3 separate regions of the Mus musculus genome follow, and all the other regions are linked to region 3. Evidence: chromatin contacts called from public HiChIP or PLAC-seq and promoter capture Hi-C data. All regions are on one chromosome and are shown on one strand. The core of a region is the stretch at or near the end of the contact, and the rest is flanking DNA. Distances in the headings are between cores, read along the strand shown. Region 1 has its middle 59 kb from the start of Gm23274. Region 2 overlaps Pcmtd1 (protein-L-isoaspartate (D-aspartate) O-methyltransferase domain containing 1). Region 3 holds the start of Mybl1 (myeloblastosis oncogene-like 1).

Evidence for each region. Promoter capture Hi-C pulls out the DNA fragments that hold promoters and counts their contacts. HiChIP or PLAC-seq counts read pairs in DNA pulled down with a chosen protein or histone mark.
Region 1: a contact with region 3 is called in an H3K27ac HiChIP or PLAC-seq map of large pre-B cells, with 10 times the contacts expected there. The contact joins the enhancer-like site here to the promoter of Mybl1 in region 3. A contact is called at or near these places in 1 of 39 promoter capture datasets (hippocampal neurons), 5 of 484 Hi-C or Micro-C datasets (the G1E-ER4 cell line, LSK cells, cerebral cortex and 1 more), 3 of 115 datasets of contacts at active chromatin or transcription factors (embryonic forebrain, forebrain and large pre-B cells) and 1 of 9 other capture datasets (liver).
Region 2: a promoter capture Hi-C map of hippocampal neurons shows a contact between it and region 3, with 13 times the contacts expected there. The contact joins the enhancer-like site here to the promoter of Mybl1 in region 3. A contact is called at or near these places in 1 of 39 promoter capture datasets (hippocampal neurons) and 3 of 115 datasets of contacts at active chromatin or transcription factors (embryonic stem cells and stem cell-derived neural progenitor cells).

What each region holds. Positions count from the first base shown.
Region 1 is chr1:7,204,713-7,208,281 of GRCm38.p6, forward strand. No RefSeq gene overlaps it. Among named protein-coding and RNA genes, the nearest start is that of Gm23274, 59 kb to the right of the region's middle. Within about 2 kb of position 1,764, at least 98 of the 459 cell types and tissues checked have an H3K27ac peak or open chromatin away from gene starts, as enhancers often do. A contact at or near this core is called in cerebral cortex, embryonic forebrain and hippocampal neurons, where this site is marked.
Region 2 is chr1:7,137,275-7,140,721 of GRCm38.p6, forward strand. All of the region lies in intron 2 of Pcmtd1 (protein-L-isoaspartate (D-aspartate) O-methyltransferase domain containing 1), which reads left to right. Among named protein-coding and RNA genes, the nearest start is that of Pcmtd1, 50 kb to the left of the region's middle. Within about 2 kb of position 2,032, at least 60 of the 459 cell types and tissues checked have an H3K27ac peak or open chromatin away from gene starts, as enhancers often do. A contact at or near this core is called in hippocampal neurons, where this site is marked.
Region 3 is chr1:9,698,912-9,702,338 of GRCm38.p6, forward strand. Mybl1 (myeloblastosis oncogene-like 1) reads right to left here and starts at 1,298. Exons shown (of 15, transcript NM_001290397.1): 1 at 1,024-1,298. The coding sequence starts at 1,043.

The DNA.
Region 1 (3,569 bases), core at 514-3,013, 2.5 Mb before region 3:
CACCTCAATGAAATTCTTATGAGTTCAGTAGTGTGGGACATGCAGAAATATCCCTTCTAAGGTAAAGGATAAATTATTGCAATTAGCTCCTACCACGACCAAGAAAGACTTGTGTTAAGTGAGTCTATTTGAAATCTGGAGAGATGTATGATTGGACCAGAGCAGGTCACGAAGTTATGAGTAAGTTACATGAACAAGTTGCCTGAATGCCTATGGTTTCTACTTCTATCATAGCGCCATCTGGTGGCAGTAATACATAGGGTGCAGAAGCCAGAGAAGGGGATTGATTATTGGCTTGCTTATCATGGCTTACTCAGCCTGCTTTCTTTTCTGCCCTTTTAAAATATTCATTCTTCTCTTATACATTACATCGTAACTAAACTTTCTTCCCTGTCCATTCCTCCCAATCCCCTCTGTCCTCATTCTCTCTCCCTCAGATCCATTCCTCTTCCATTTCCCTTCAGAAAAGAACAGGCATCCCAAGGATATCAACTGATCATGACATAACAAGTTCAAATAAAACTTGGCACAAATCCTTATCTCAAGGCTGGACAAGGCAATCCACTTAATTGATTACGTAGGAAGTGTGTTCTTTTGGTGTCCTTTTCCTCTCTGGCTCATACAACCCCACCCCCATCTCCACCCCCTTCTGCTGTGTTCCCTGAGCTCTGCCTAATGTTTGGCTATGGGTCCCTACATTTGCTTATATCAGTTGCTGGATTAACTCTCTCTGATGATGTTTGGGCTAGGCTAAGTATAGCAAAATATCATTAGGAATTTTATTTTTCTTTTGTCAGTTGCGTTTGATTCTATCTTTAGTCTCTGTGCTATCCAGCTTCTGGTTCCAGGCTATCCAGATACTGTGAGGCATGGGTTACCTCTTGTGGTGTTGACCAGTCGTCATTGGCTGGGCACATCCAAAAGCCCTGCTTCACCATTGTTTCAGTGCATCTTGCAGGCGGGGAAGGAGTGGGTCATAGATTTTAGGGCTGGGTTACTGTCCCAGTCCTACCAGTAGGAGTCTAGCCTGTTTACAGAAGACAGTTGGTTCAGGCTCTGCATTGTCTATTACTAGGAGCCTGGCCCAAGGTCACTATTAGTATAGGGAATCTATTCTTTCCATTTGAAAACTCCAACACACACTCAAAATTACTGATGTATCTATCTTATCACTTGGAAATAACTCTCATACTCCCTAAGAACCAAATAAAATGAAAACCTTTACACTTTTATGGACATAAGGTTAGAAACAAGGAGAAATAGCTCTTTTCTCTCTTTGAGACATCCCACATTTCTACCTGTCTGTCTTCCCCTTTCCTAGATGTCCTATGCCTCCATCTGTCCCCTCCTCCTTGACAGTCTTGCCTGCTTCTAATCACAGCTCCAAACTTTCCCCTTGCACTTTCTGCTTTCGGGCCATTCAAACTTCTGCCACAGATCTGTAGGAACACCGTGGCTGACTGCTGGGCACTTTGCACCCCGCCCAACCCTAATCCTCAACAGCAAATTACCTCTGGCTAGCCCTGTTCCTACAGTGAGTGAGAGTGCACTGTCAGTACAGCCAGCCCTGCCCTACAACAGGTGTTGCGCTGCGATCTGAGTAAAGCCTTGTGCTCCACCGCCGGTGGCTTGAAACCTCCACAGGCATAGCAGTAACTGTGTGGCCACTTCTCTTCCTCTGAGGCACTGGAGCTACAGATCACACCTCTCAGGCCAGATCATTTTGAGCTATCAATGCAGGCCACGCCCACATCCCTCTTTCCAATCTCCATGACCATGGCCAGTCAGGTCCCTTGCTGCTATAAAATGCCCCACTGCCACCTTCAGTTGTTAACAGCAACCGCCTGCTTTTACCGCCAGCTCTGAAACCAGATTGCTTCCTTTTCCGATTCCCTCTCCAAACCTGAATTCCTCTCCAAGTCTCTGGTGCTCGATAAGCAAGGTGGGTTCTGCCTCTCCAACCGCCCTTAGCAAAGTTACCCAAACAAATCTTCCACCTATCTCCTCTGCTGTTTTGGCCCTTTCCTGCCACTCTCCACTTTCCTCAGTCCCGAAGCCCCACCCCTTCCGACTGCTCGGGGAGTTTGTTCAGATTGCATCAATCTGCACAACCTCCTCCTCTCTCTCTTGCTGCTGCCACTCAAAAGGCTCACTGTGGCTGCCACTCAAAAGGATCACTGTAGTCCCTGCTGTCCCTGCCCACCCTATCTGCAACTCCTTGTCAATGTCTCCTTTAGAATCTGACGGCAGCTCCCCTTCTTTCAGTCGTTTCCATACTCATTTTTGTGAGAGACTGCCTTTGCCCCAATTCTAACCCTTGGGAAAGTGACTGGCGTGGATAGGTCTGTTCCTTTCCTGTGTCCTGTTCTCTTTTGATGAATTTGCCCTATAGCATTACCTTCTTTGTCCTCTATATACTCCTTTCTATTAACCTCCTCCTCCTCCTCCTCCTCCTCCCCCTCCTCCTCCTCCTCCTCCTCCTCCTCCTCCTCCTCCTCCTCCTCCAGGAACCTGGGACAAAGGACTGCTGTGCATATTTTACATATCAAAGCAGACCTGGCCTCCAGGTTCTTCCTTCAAGGCCGGCCTCTACTTAGCACACCCTGCCCCCAACTCAGAACTTTCCAGCCCAAGGGCTAGGCTGCCCTTTCCTCTGAGGCTCCTCCCTATAAAATCTAGACATTCAGGGCGCTTGCACTCCCTCCCCCTCCTTTCTCTTCCCCTCCTCCCTCTTCCCTCCTCTTTCTCCTCTCTTCTCTTTTTTCTGAGTTCACACTCTTTCTCTCCTTCTCTCTCCCTCCCCTCCTCCTCTTCCCCATGGCGACTTCTTTGGCCTTGGTCTTTGGAGCCAGGGAACAGCTTCCCAATAAACCTACCTTTAATATAATCTAATTAGGTTTAAATTGGTTCATTTCACAGGCTTCAAAGAAATAACCTGTCAGTGTGTTTGGGAAAAAGCTTATGACCATACAACTCACCCCATAGGAGCTGCAGCAGTTCCTGATGTAGATTCTACTGAAATTGTAACAACAGACATAACTGCCAGGACAGAGACTGGATCATCACTTGTCTCCTCCCTGACCTGAGGGAGGAGACAAAAAGCTGTGTAAAGATTGTATTTCAACCTTGCAAATGCTAATTCCTATACATGGCAGACTTTGGTATTGTTATTTTTATGTAGCATCAGTGTTTTGTAAATATTCTTCTCAGATTGTAAACATTCACCTTCAGATTGGTCAATAAAAAGTTGGTCTGACAATTAACTGGGCTGAAGTGACTAGGATGGGATTTGGGACTTCCAGATTAGGGAGGGGGTGGGGGGTGGGGAGAGACAGACATGGAGGGAGAGAGGGGGAGGGGAAGAGGGGGTTATAACGGAAAAGGGAAAGAGGGAGAGGGGGAGAGGGAAGGAAGAAGAGGGGAAGAGGACCACAGGAGGAGGACTGTATGGAGAGAGAGACACCAGGAGGATTCCCCATGAGTTCAAGATGATAATGAAAGACCTCTGAAGGGAGACTCTCACTCAAGTCTCGGGATAATAGTGGACCCCCAAGAACTCACAAGAGACA
Region 2 (3,447 bases), core at 782-3,281, 2.6 Mb before region 3:
AATGTCGGTGAAACTTGCGTGTGCCTGGTCCTTTTGAGGCCAGAAGGATCCCATTGAACTGGAATTACAAAGGGTTGTGAGTAGCCATGCGCGGACTGGGAAGTGAGTTTGAAGAACAGCCAGTGCTCTTATAGAGGCTCTCTCTCCAGCCTCAAGTTTACCCATTTTTAAGTCTTTAACTCAGTGAGTTTTTCAATGGTAACATGGTGTAAACTGCCACAGTCTAGTCTTTAAAAACCTCTATTAGGCAATATTCAGTAGTTGTATGTTATTGTTACTGTTTTTGTTTATTTATGGTTTTATAAGCATTTATTAGCATAGAATTTTATGTTTCTTCAGACTCTGTAAGGACTTCTTTAGAATGGTCTTGCCCCAACTCTTTGTTCCTGGTGAGATCAAACATTCTGCAGACGTCATGTTTCATGCTAAGGAGAAATTCTGTTTTTTTACATTAAACATTGGTTTGAGTCTTGATCCTCTATCCTGTGTTTTAAAGAAAGATTTCCGTCTTTTTAGTAATTATGGAGAGTATTCTTGAAAAGTAACTTGGTTATGGTTGTGAGCAAATCTCTCTTGAGAATGGTTTCTCTTATTATCACAGTTAAGCTGGCAAAGCGCCATGTTGTGTACACTGTGCTGCTTAGTCCTGTATAGTCATCTGTGTGTCTTTTTTTTTTTTTTCTATCCCAATGGCCTGGACTGCATTATTAGCATGTTTTTTTTAATTTATTTTAAAAATCAGTTTACAAAATATCAGGCTCCTTTGTGACATTTTCCTACCTACTTTCTTCCTCCTGATTGATTTTTGCCCAAGCTCCTCCTGCCTTTTTTTTTCCTCAATGTGCCCTTTAATATCACATGTTCTCTTTTCTTCTTGGCTGCCTTCTTAAAATTCTTTTCCCTGTACCATGGACTGCTTTCCTGCTTTGGCAGCTTTTATTCTCCCATTCAGTTGCTCAGAGTGTAGAGATTAAAATCTAAGAGCTACCCTATGTGAGAAAGCACAGTGTTTCTTTCTGATTCTGAACTACCTGGCTGTTTTTGGTATTAGTATCTTTCCAACCTGGATCATCTGTGTAGCAAATGGTCCTCTTTGCTTTTTGTCAAATTTAGTTGTAAGGCTCATGAGAGCAGTGCTTTTATGACCTGACCCCGCCCCCCATGAGTGCGGGCCTTTGGTGACACTCTGTGAGTGTAGTAGTGACTTTGTAGCCCCATGAGTGCACTGTTTTTGTTACCTACTGTGAGTGCAGTGCTATTATGATATCTCATGAGTGTAGAGCTTTTGTAGTTCCTATGAGTGCAGCACTTTAGTGACTTCTCCATGAGTGCGCTGCTTTTGTGACCCCATTTGAACAGTGCTTTTGGTGTCATTTGCAGATCTGGTGCAGAGGAGCAGAGATGTTGAGTCACTTGTGTATGTTCCAGCAGAAGTGTAAGAACTCTCTCCTCTTGCTTGTGCTGAGCAAGAAACTGCATTGCACGGAGGCCTGTGAGTGGAGCTCGAATCATAAATATGACAACAGTCCCTGGTGCTATCATAGCCAAGGCATATTCTGAGCTCATTTTAGCTTGTAAAGTTAAGTACGTTCTACCAGGATGATTTTAGTTTGTAAAATTAGATCCTCTCCCTCTCCCTCTCCCTCTCCCTCTCCCTCTCCCTCTCCCTCTCCCTCTCCCTCTCCCTCTCCCTCTCCCTCTCCATCTCTTTGTATCTTTGTTTCTGTATTTCATGCATGTACACACACACACACACACACACACACACACACACACACACAGAGGACTCTGCAGAACATCATTACTAGAAAAATAGGTTACTTTCAGAAAATTACTGGTTTTTTGCATCTGTTCCCCTGTTCATGTGAGAGAATTCATGGACAGCTCTTGTAATTGTAATATAAAGCCCACAGTTGTACAACTGTTTCTTTGTGGTGCAGTCATATTTAGGTTGTGTTGAATGTTGAGCTGAATGCATCGACTCATGGCAGCAGTTAATTGTAATTCACAGCCATGCTTGGTTTGCGGGGATGGTTTTGTTTTTTCTGGAACTGGTCCTCACATTCTGTTTTGAGTCTGCCTTCTGACAGAGTCAGCCCATTCCAGTCTAGGAAGAGAGGGAGTGTGTGTGTGCGCGTATGAGCATAAGAGTAATGCAATCTTATTGATCATACTCGCCCCCTCACTACCCTCTCTTCTGCTCTTGCTGAGCCCTTCTTTTCATGACTCTTCCCCTCTCTATCTTTGTTTCAGGCAAAGTTAAGTTATGTGAACACAGTAGGGATTCCTTACTGGTGCATGGGCAACTTACCAGTATCTGTACTACTGAACAAGTCAATACCCCTCCCCTGCTAATAGCTCATCAGGGAGGGTTAGGGCCTCAGGAGCACATCTCTTTCCTGCCTCAAAAGGATAATGTTGAAGGAAACAGTCATACATAGTTCCTGCTCAGGCATTTACAGCTGCTGCGTGTATCCTGAAGTCAGTGCTTCGTAGCATTACTCCCCTTTCCTTGGGTATCTAATTTCCAGATCTCCTTCTATTGTCTTTTTGTAAATGACTTGTTCACTTAAATAACTGCAACAACAACAAACCTTTGTCTTTAGCCTATATTGAAGAATGGATCTCTCTTTTGTTTTGGTTTCAGTTTCATCGAATGTTACAGAATCCATGAATTTCCAGAACCTCAGGGTTAACTGACCCATGTCTAGACACGGAATTCGGAGAGTACTCACAGTCTTTATCCTTACAAATGTGGTCACATACTATTTCTTCAGGATACATAGGAAATTACCCTGTCCTTATCTCAATCCTTCCCTCAATTCTTTTCCATACAATACAAAAATTTCACTATATTCTCTTCGTCCCATGTTCCCTTTCTTGGTGAAAGTCCAGTTTCCTTCTGAACTATGCAAGGTAAAGACTTGAATACCAGCCTTTTTAGTCTCCTGCTGTGGAGAAGGCAACAGACTCATTTCCAGAGTTCAAATCCTCAACATATCAGAAGGCATGCTTTGAAACAGCTTTCCTTTTTCTTCTTGCATTTAATCCAACGACCATCCCACTTCCACTGTAATGTAAAACCCTGAGGATACCTGATTCTTTAAAAATAATATTTATGTGATCTAATAGGGAGAAAGTAGGCCTGAAACAAGAAGAAAGGTTGTCTTACAGATAGAAAGTAAGTATGTAATCAGTCTGAAGATTTTTCTATTAAATTTGTTTTTAATCTAGTATATTTATTTGTAAGATTTACTAATTGCCTGATAGTAGCTTTGATATAAATTTGCAATTTCTTTCCTTTATTATGCTTCTATGAAGTATTTGCATTAGACCCTATATCAGCTGCTGAAAATACCTAATAGAGAATAATAGCACTTCTCCTATTAGTACTTCTTCATTCTGCTCAATAAATTCACATTTCAGCATGAGTTAGTCATTTCTGGA
Region 3 (3,427 bases), core at 48-2,547:
AATTATGTCATAATTAAATTTATGTTGATATCTGCAGAACCAACCTACATATAGAAGAATATATGAATAAAGCCAAGTATTTTATGCGTAGTTATTTTAAATCAAACTCTGCAATGAATGACTCTCAGTACTAAATTTCAGCTCAGGGAATATGACTCTTAGATTTTGAAGCTGTGTATCTAGATAAATGGAAATTCTGAGAAATACTTTTCAGGTTTCCTTAATACTGAAAATCGAGACACTAGATTTTTTTGTCATCTGATTATGCCACACAATTTAGGAGTAGCTATTACAATAGCATAAAATAAAAGTTAGGTGCATAAAGACATCCTAGCACATCTTTCTACAACAACAACATTGTGTCCTACTTGTTACAATGCCGATACAATCAGAATCAAACATGAATACTTGAGATACAAAGTAACTAAGACACATTGGTTTAGGATCAAGTTTACTCGATAGTAACAACGTAACAATGTCCTCAGAAGATACTAAGAAAAAGAAAAGCTCAGAAGAGCAGTGCGCACAAGGGAGATTTAGCGAATTCCCTTCTCAAGATTTCCCAGAACCGTGCCCGCCCAGGTTTGTCAAGGAGATCTGTTTTGATTTGGCACGATTAAGTCAGAGGAGAGAACCCCATTTCAAGTCATCCAGGCAAACACAACCGCTTCCCCTGGCGTGGCGTATCCCCTGACAGTGGGCAAACTTACCTGGCAAGAAACCTCCCTGAAAGTGGCTGTGAGAAGTTAGAAGTCTGGGCGTGAGCTGTGGGAGAATCCGTCAATGCAGCAACCTGAGCATTTGTTAGAGAGAGTCCTACACACAGTCGTCTAATAATGATGGAGTCTAATAATGATAGATGCTCTCAGGCCAGCGCGGCCGAAGCGGGTGTGGGACACCCACCGAACAGGAAAACCTATGCCCCCCAGGCTCGAGAGGGCCTAAGTGGGGACCAGCAGGAAAGGACAGAGAGCAAGAGTCGAGACAGGGCCGCTAGGCCGGGTCCGAGGGGATGGCACCCACCTGCGCGACCTCTTCGCCATCCTTCAAGTACCGCATAGGCGCGGGCTGGGCGGGGACGCGGGGTCAGCCTCCTCCAGCCTGGGGCCAATGCTCCCTCTCCGAGACCCACCCGCCGCTTCCCCAACTCCTTCCCTCAGGTGACCGAGAGCGGAAAGCAGGCCCGGTCAGGTCAGGGCCAGGCGGGACTGAGGGACAGAGGGGCGGACCAAGACCCACTGCTCCTAGCCGCGGCCGGGCCCGGCCAGGGATGCCCTGGACATGTCAGGAGGCGTGCTCCCGCCCGCCGCCGCCCCGCCCGCCGCCGCCGCCTCCGCCTCAGAGCTGCCGGCCCTGCGCCGCTCCGTCACGGGCGCCGACCCCCGCCCTCTCCCCGCAGCGAGCAGCACTGCAGCACTCGCAGCCTCCTGCAGGGTTTTGTCCGCACCGCCGAATCTCGCGCCCAGCCTCCCTCAAGAGCCGCCGTTTGAATCTGCGCACGCGGCCCCGAACCTCATTGGCTGGGGCGGCCGCGCGCAGGGGGGCGGGGGCGGGGCGGCGAGGGCGCGCGCGGCAGAGGGCGGGGCCGGCGGGGCTAGAAGCCAGGATTGGAACTCGCGGGAGTCCCGGAGCGCCGTGGAGCCGGGGGAGGGGCGGGGCGGGATGGGGGAGGCGCGAGGCCGGTTCACGGGCCGAGGTGACAGGACACGGAACGCGGGGTGAGCCACCCAGTGGGGCGCGGAGATTGCTGGGAAGGCGAGTTTCTGCGCCCCGGGTGTGTGCCGGAAGAGGCGCCGGGGCCGATCCAGCCGCCGCCACCTCCGGAGGGGTGCGGAGCGTGCCTCTGGGGCGGGGACAGTCGGGGTCCTGGGCAGGGGAGGACCTCGCGGGCGCTAGTTCGCGCTGTGAGTCTCGCCACTTAAGGGCGCGGTCATCTACTTAACCTTCTAGCCAGGAAACTTGCGCGGCCGTTATTTTCTTAAGCATGTGTGAGTTAGTTCTGCGCCGAAAGGACAAGGAAACTGGCCAAGACCCTGTTGTTGTGTCTTTTGTTTTCCCCAGAGATGAATAAAAGTGTGATAAGTGGGGAGTTGTTATCTCGAGGCTTGCGTGGAACGGGAAAAGGTTGATAGTGCTCCAGAAGCTCAACCTCGTACTCCGTCTACAAAGGGGGCGGGATGCTCTTCGCGGGGAACCCAGAGTCCCGGAGGTGCGCCTGAAAGCTGGAGTAACTGAAATCTTGCATAGGGGAAGGGGCCTCTTACAGTTGCAACTTCTCAACAGTTACACGGTTAAAGAAGCATACAAGGAGATTATTAACTACAGTAGCGATTAGACACGGCGAAGAGCCCAAATTTGCAAGACACCATGCTCTACTGCATAGAGTGATGAACCACAGATCAATGTTGTTACAAACTGACATTTTTTGCTATTTTGAAACTGTACGCATCGTCTTTTGCAAATCAGAGATACAGGTGCAAATACAAATCAAGATGAGCTTGCAATTCAAAACAACCAGGTAGATACACACTCGCTTTTAAAAAAAAAATAACTTCCTTTTTCTCAAGATATATTTTGGGAAGGAAAAGCACTTTTAAATTATTTTCTGAGTTCCATAGTAGCTTCTAAAGAGAGAGACTAATTTAGAAATTAATATTTTTGAGACAAGGTGTTGTTATGTACCCCAGGCTGATCTTGAACTCAGTATAGAGCCCAGACTTTCTTCATGATCTACCTTAGCTTCACCAGGGCTACATGATGGAATGCTCCTCCTAGTCTTCAAATGTCATTTGGAAGCATATTTACTCTTGGGTATGCATTGTTCCATTTTTATTCTAACAGGAAGCAAAACTGATATTCTTAGGTTATGATCAGCTTTATACAAACAACCGTTTTAGAACTTGAAGGTAAGTGCATCAGATTTTTAAGTAAAATTTATTCTCATTGTTTTATATAGGGAAACGTCCTCCCAAAGATAGTATTACAGAATACTTTGAGACAAGGTGGTGTTATGTACTCAAGGCTGACCAGATCTCCAGAGCGCCTACAGCAGATGATGGCAGATAAAGAAGAACACTTGAAGTTCTCTGGCCAGCTGGACTGCTTTATGTAGTGCTGAACAAGACTCTGATGTTGGGGGAGAGTTTTGTATGCTGTGTATTCAGATGCTGCTACTGTGCCCTGAGATCTGAGAGTTAGCATTGTCATTATTATTGAAGCATTTCCTGTGTATTGTTCCCCGCCACTTCTGATTGGTTGATGAAGAGCTGATCGGGCTATAATTGGGAGGAGAGTGAAGGTAGGACTTCCAATCCCATTGAGGGAGTCCCAGGTGGAGGTATCCAGACAAGAGAATGACCTTGTGGACACAGATGGAGAGGAGCAGCCAGGAGAGCCTAAAATGGCAAGTAATGGGTCATGTGGCTGT